2 separate regions of the Gossypium arboreum genome follow, and region 2 is linked to region 1. Evidence: chromatin contacts called from public Hi-C data. All regions are on one chromosome and are shown on one strand. The core of a region is the stretch at or near the end of the contact, and the rest is flanking DNA. Distances in the headings are between cores, read along the strand shown. Region 1 holds the start of LOC108479252. Region 2 holds the start of LOC108479838 (CDPK-related kinase 5-like).

What was found. A called contact is a pair of places that touch in the nucleus more often than the background predicts.
Region 2: a contact with region 1 is called in a Hi-C map of leaf, with 2.1 times the contacts expected there. The contact joins the promoter of LOC108479838 here to the promoter of LOC108479252 in region 1. A contact is called at or near these places in 2 of 5 Hi-C or Micro-C datasets (both in leaf).

The regions. Positions count from the first base shown.
Region 1 is chr12:19,033,618-19,037,166 of ASM2569848v2, forward strand. LOC108479252 reads right to left here and starts at 1,423. Exons shown (of 25, transcript XM_017781732.2): 1 at 1,088-1,423; 2 at 816-979; 3 at 571-680. The coding sequence starts at 951. LOC108477337 reads right to left here. Exons shown (of 10, transcript XR_001870245.2): 7 at 3,470-3,549; 8 at 3,274-3,388; 9 at 2,460-3,162; 10 at 2,036-2,253.
Region 2 is chr12:19,211,381-19,214,550 of ASM2569848v2, forward strand. It overlaps LOC108479838 (CDPK-related kinase 5-like), which reads right to left and starts at 1,446. Exons shown (of 11, transcript XM_017782655.2): 1 at 649-1,446; 2 at 179-309; 3 at 30-71. The coding sequence starts at 1,251.

The DNA.
Region 1 (3,549 bases), core at 173-2,672:
ACTGGGATCTAATTATAAATTATAATATCAGAATAATGGAAAGGAACAACAAAATTTTTCCTCATTATATGGGTTAGACAATCTATATATCTAGAATGACTGCCTCGCCACTTTCTCCAACTTGGGAACGACCACACAAAATACATGACCCCTAGAATACCACTAGCATAGATTGGTTTCAATAAAACATCTTACCACAACATATTTTGTGAACAATTGAAAACTGAAAGGAAATGAATTTTAGGAAGCTATCTAAAAGATCAACGCCACACATTGAAAGAACACACCCTACCTTAAAATGCCTCGACATTCTTAGGAACAAAAAAATAAGATTCAAACTATCTCCTCATACTAGAATATTTACAAAGAAACCTGTCTAATGGCAGTAAAATCTAAGATTGAACTAATAGCAATCTTATATGCTCTACCCTCTACATCAATTGATTAACAACTGTACTAATACTAATCTTAATATGCAGTAATTCTATTCTCATGATAATTGAATGCAATTTCTTTTTTGTTCTTTTTTGTGGTAATGATCGAAGCTAACTTTAAAATTGCGGAACCAACCTCAAGAATGGCAATCACAGCGTGACCACTTGTAGGACTATAAGCCATCCGAACCACCGGCGAACCAATGTCTATAGTAGCTAGCTTACTTCCAGTTAAAGCATCAAATTCTGCAACCAAAAAAGATCCAAACATGTTTTAATCCTTTTAAAGCAGATTTAACTGCTCAGCTCTAAAAGTTATCCAAAACCTCTCTAAATTCCTTTTTTTTTAAAAGACAAAAGTTGAACTTTAGTCGTCATTACCGATGATGTAAGTGCCGATGGCAGCGGAAACGAGAGCCTGAGTAGGATGAAAAGCTGCGGCGTGTGGCTGCAACGGTTTGTAAATGCCTCGTGCGACATGGCGTAGATCCAAGTGTTGCAAAGTCGTCCACTCCATCGATTCTTCTTTTGAACTCTCTCTCTATCTCTCACACAGAAAAAGGAAAATCAGAATTGGGAAGAGAGCGGAGACCTAGATCCGATCTGAACTGCACGTTGAGAGTCGAAGGAAATTTTAAATTTAATCTGTTTACCTCTTGTGTTTTCTATGCGGAAGAAGCTCAATTCATCCCGAGATTTCTTTTGAAAGGTAAAATGCATAGAAAAGAATATCAAAATAACAAAAATAAGCTGTGAAATTTAAGAGAAAAAGAATAGGCTGGTCTGGCTGGTTGGTGATGGCGAAACTGAGAGTTGGCCTTAATGGAGGAACAAATATTTGGGCCTCCTTTTATTTGCTGGTTTTATTTTAGTATACTACGATTCAGCCCACTTTGGACTATCGAGTTCATAATATAAAACTTTCTAAAGATATTTAAGATGTTAACGACGGGAAGAGGGGTGGGCAATATTTGGGTCATGTTACACATATCATATTTGTATTAATTGTTTTAGTTAATATATATGAAGTTCCCTGAAATTTGCAATTTGTACTCTTTTTAACTTTAATTGGTATCTAACCTTAAAATTGCAATTTCAATTTGGTACTTTTTTTAAGGTATCTAACATTATTAATATACACGGACATGGCAACATGTCAATCTCACATTGACAGGTGACAAAAAATTAAAAAAAAAATTTAAAACTAAGTACCTACACTTGACTTAAATTTACATTTTAATAACTAAACTTGACTTAAAAGGAACAAATTGGTACTTAAGAGTTTTTTTTATCGAATAGGTACCTAAACTTGACCTCAGTTCAATTTGATATCTAAACTTTTTTTTATTATCCAATTAGGTACCTGAACTTGGCTTTTTTATTCCAATTAATACCTAAACTTAGCTTCATGGTTCAAATAAGTCATTCACAGAAAGTATTAATTTGGACCAAAAAGCCAAGTACCAATTTGAACCAAGAAGCCAAGTTCAAGTACTTAATTGCACCAAAATAAACTTTAGGTACCAAATTGAACTTTAAGACCAGGTTCAAGTACCTAATTGGAGTAAAAAACATGCAACAATATGAACTTTAAAACCAAATTCAAGTACCAAAATAATATATTTACCCAATTTTGACATATTTAATAATATTTTCACGTCTATATTCAAATAGCTGACACCAAAAAAAAAAAAAAAATCGAAACACAGACATGCATATAGCTCAGCCATCAGCTAGTCTTGTCCAGGAACAGGTAACTCCATGGGTCACCATCAGCAGTGGCTATCAATGACTAATCTTTGGCATGAATAAGGCCCAACTGCTATAAAACAACAAAACTATCAGTATATTGCTTACAAAGAGTTATAGTTGATCGGTTTAGATCAACTATCCGTCAAGCAAATCTTCATATATTTAATCTACACTGTAAAACTAAAATATCAACAGAAAGCAATTTGTGGCCTTAAAAAGTGCGCAAAATTTATGCAAAGAATTGCATTGTTCAACCATATTACTATTACATACTATGAAAAGTGCAGATGTTCGTTTCCTATTTATCTTTGCATGATTTCCATGCTGAGAACGTAACTTCCAGCTGTTGCTTGTGCATTGTAGCATCCTAATGAAAATTGAGTCAAAAGAAATTTTGCGTCCATTTACACGCCTTTACTGCAGAAAGGGATCAGTATAACTGCCTGTCAACATTCATCAAATCTGGAGATTGGATCAAATTCCTTTATCTATTGCAAAAGTCAGGATTTGAGTTGGGATGGTGGCTGTAATTGTCAGTTGAACTGCTGGTTTTGAGAAGCAGGTATTGTCCATGGATCTACATATGGTCTAAAGGACAATGACCTTACCATTGTTGAAGTAGATCCGATATTATAGCTGGCAAACCCATGTGGTGCACTCCGGTGGTTAAAGTTTCGTTGAGGTTGATATGGATTTAGGATAGTACCGGCATATGAATGATGAAAGGCACCTGTATCTTCAGCAAAATGAACGGGTTTTTCATAACTATAAGAAGTATTAGAGACTCTAAACCTTGAGTTTTGCTTCTTTTTCACTTTTCCAACTGGAGAAGACACTTGGTAATTGTTACCCATACTTGGACACCTTGGAATAGGGGTTTTTCTTCGTGGGTTATTAATCTTTCCCCTGTCCGGTTCAGTAGTTTTTCTTTTTTTCAATGGTCTTGATTGATGTGAATGCTTTTGGCGTTTTGTACCTAGTTATAAAAAAAGAAACATGTGATGTAAAATTCCAGTAGCTCAATAGTCGAGAGAAATGGAATTCACAGAAACATAGTTTACTTTCACCATCTCGCTCTCCAACATACCAACATCAGTAGACCACTTCCTCGTTATTTTCATTGCTTTTACCAGTCTTGCTGCGTTGCCTCGTTTGTGCTTCTCGGAAAGTACATGTTTTCTTTCGGCCTCATCACTCCAATGCTGATGTAGACCAAAAAGAAAAAGCATAAATAAACCAAGCCCATCATGGCTAAAATTGTCAATTTCCAGCCGGATACTTGCCTGTCTGTAAGTTTTCAATTTATAAAGGTTTCGACCCTTTACAAGCAAAGGAAATAATGGAGGCAATTTCTTACTCCCCT
Region 2 (3,170 bases), core at 196-2,695, 180 kb after region 1:
TCAGAAGTAGCTATTATTAGAAAAAATACCTAGAAAGAATTCTGTCCAAGAGCTCCCCTCCTTCACATAACCTGAAAGATACATAGTAACTAATTAGAACCCATCACAAATCATCAAACCAAATGATCCTGAACACACTGAACCCAAAACCGAGTTCATGTTTTCATATGGTACTTACTCCATCACTATGTAGACATTATCATAGTCCTCGTAGGCATCATAGAATTGTACTAAATTGCTATGTCCAGATAGAGCTCTTAATATTTTTACCTCCCTTCTAACATCCTCAATGGCAATTGCAGTAGTCATCTATAAACAAAAACACAAAAATCAACAAGCATAACATATCAATTCAAGGCACAAAAATAGCTATTATACAGAAATAAAATTGTAGAACATAACTCCGTGAGTATACATTTTAATTCCGAGTTATGATTACTCTGTTAAAAAAAAATCAGCAAATTCAATATTTAAATTCATTTTCTTATTTCCAGTAAGTATAAAAATCTAACTGAGGGTCTTCTAGTCGGATCTCGTTTTTTCCATTGTCAAAGAATTTTAATTCAAATCCATAAGCGCAAAAAGGCAAAAGTTCTAAGATTAAAATAAATAAAGTAGATAAAAACAAAAAGAAAATTAAAATGAAACCTTCGCTTTAGGTATAACTTTAACGGCAACTTGTTGTCCTTTAAGCTCTCCTTTCTTAAACTTCGCCGTACAAGTATAACCGAAATGGCCTCTTCCTACTTCGTCTCCGAGCTCATATTTGCTCCCGAAGTGCTTCGAGAAGCCGAAGCTCTTATCCAGTCCGGTACCGGTAGCTCCCGCTGCCTCTGCCTCGCTTCCTTCCGGGATCGCGGCCTCATTCGGCTTCACAGACCCGTGCCTCCGCGCAAGCACTGCCCTAATATGCTTCGCCGGAGACGGCGGAGGGAATGGCCTCCTGAAAAACCGTTTTGGAGTGGAATTGGTTGAAGATCTCGCCGGAGACTTTTTGGAAAACAAGTATTGAGCTGGACTGGGACTATAAAACGGGAAAAACGGCGATTTCTTGCCTTCATTGTTGGAATTGGAGCTTTCTTTTTCTTCTTCTCCTTGTTTACCTTGATCTTCCTTGGAGTTTACACCATCAGGTAAAGGAGAAGCCGAAACAGAGTTAGGCTTGCGGTGGATATCGTTATTCCAGGTATTGATAGAGGCATTTGTAGAATCAGAAGGGTTTGGGGAGGGTTTGGAGGTGCAAAGACCCATTGAAGAGTATGCCTATCTCTCTCTTTTCCCCGGAGAGTAGGATTTTGAATCTCTCCTTAAAGCCTTAAACCATTTCAACAAACTATAAAATTGAAATGAAAACTAATAATAAAAAAACTCAAAGCTTTTGTTGTCTATGCTGTTTGAAAGCGTTAATTGGTGAGATAAGGAAACGACGGGGACTTTACTTTTTCGCTTATCAAAAAATTAATATTATAATTAAATTTTATGTATTTGAAACAGTAATTTTGACTTACCTCTACCAAATTCAGTATTTTGTTATTCATTAATAATAAATATGGAAACATAATTATTTTATTAAATTAAGGATGAATTTAGTATTAATTATAAAAACTAAAATTTTAATATAATTTCATACAAATGTCTTTTCATTAATTTTTTAAGTAAATATTATTGTTTTGTAAGAAAAATTAAAATTAAATTTAGAACCTCGGCCAAATTCCTTTCAAAGTAATTAGCAAAATCATTTTAATCTTGTTGTGGTTAGTATGTTATGTTATGTGGTAATGGAAAAAGATGGGTTAGCTTTTTCGTGGGGACAGTCCAGTGAATATGATTTGGACTGTTTTCCACGTGGCGCAATCTTAGGTGAGTGGCTAATTAATTTAGTTTTGACATGCAGTAATTTGGTGGCGAAATTTCGTGTTCCTCTATTTTTCTTGTTGAGTGTTTACTTACTTGCTTCAGGTTGGGATGTCGATTCTCCTTTTTATTTATTTATTTATTTTTAGTACCAGGAGTCGTTATACTATAATATTTTATTTTATTTTATTCCTTCCATTAAAAATACCTTCAAATTAATTTTATATATTTAAATAATTTATTGTTAAATTATTAATAATTTAGACAAAAATATATCATACTCAATAGATTTATACCCATAAAAAACTTAACCATTCTAAAAAAAATACGCATGGTTGGATCATATATAAATCAATTGGATATGATTTATTTTGTCTAAAAAGTAAATTTTAAAATTATACATGAACTTTTATTAAATGTGCAATATCATATATGAAATTTGATTTTATATAATTTTATAAATGAAATTTTAATTTGATTTAGTTTTCACAAATCGTTAACAAAATTATCAATATAGCACCATTTTATATTACAAATATAAATAATTATCTTTATCAAATATAAAAATAAATCGATATATTTATTTCTTTAAAAGTTTATAATTGAATCAAAATTAAAATTTCGTGTAACTATAATCAAAGTTTCATGTGTATGATTGCATCAAAGTTCATATATCAAATTGCTCATTTAAACAAAGTTCATGTATAGTTTTAATATTTATCCCTTTGTCCAAATTATCAGTAACTTAACAACAAATTGTGATGGTGTCATGATTTGAATAAATTTTTAATCTACAAAGACAAATCTAGATCAAATTTTAGTAGAAGGACTAAAATGAACTTTACATAGTAATATAGGGACTCCTAATAACTTTGACCATTTTTTTCAGTTCCTAGAAGTCAAAACTACTTGGTTTGACTTTTTTTTACTTCATGGACAAGGCTCTCATTACATCCGGGAAAAAGAAGTACATTCAATTTAATGAAATTACTAATAATGATAAAATGTTAAAGATATTGTCCTGAATAAAGAATTATCCAAATTTTTTTTTTGTTTTAAGAGAGTTAGATGATTTCATAATAATAAATATGTAATGGTTGACATTTGAAATTTTGCACATCATACAAATATATAATAAACATGATTAACTTAATACACATATATTATTCATGCCCAGGATCTTGAGTTTGTGATATACGTTTAATAATTTATTTTATGTTTATATTTGCATGATTAGTATAAATACATAAAATTATCAGATTTAATGAAAAGATATATATCTTGGCTTTGATTTGCTTCTGGGTTGCCAAATAATT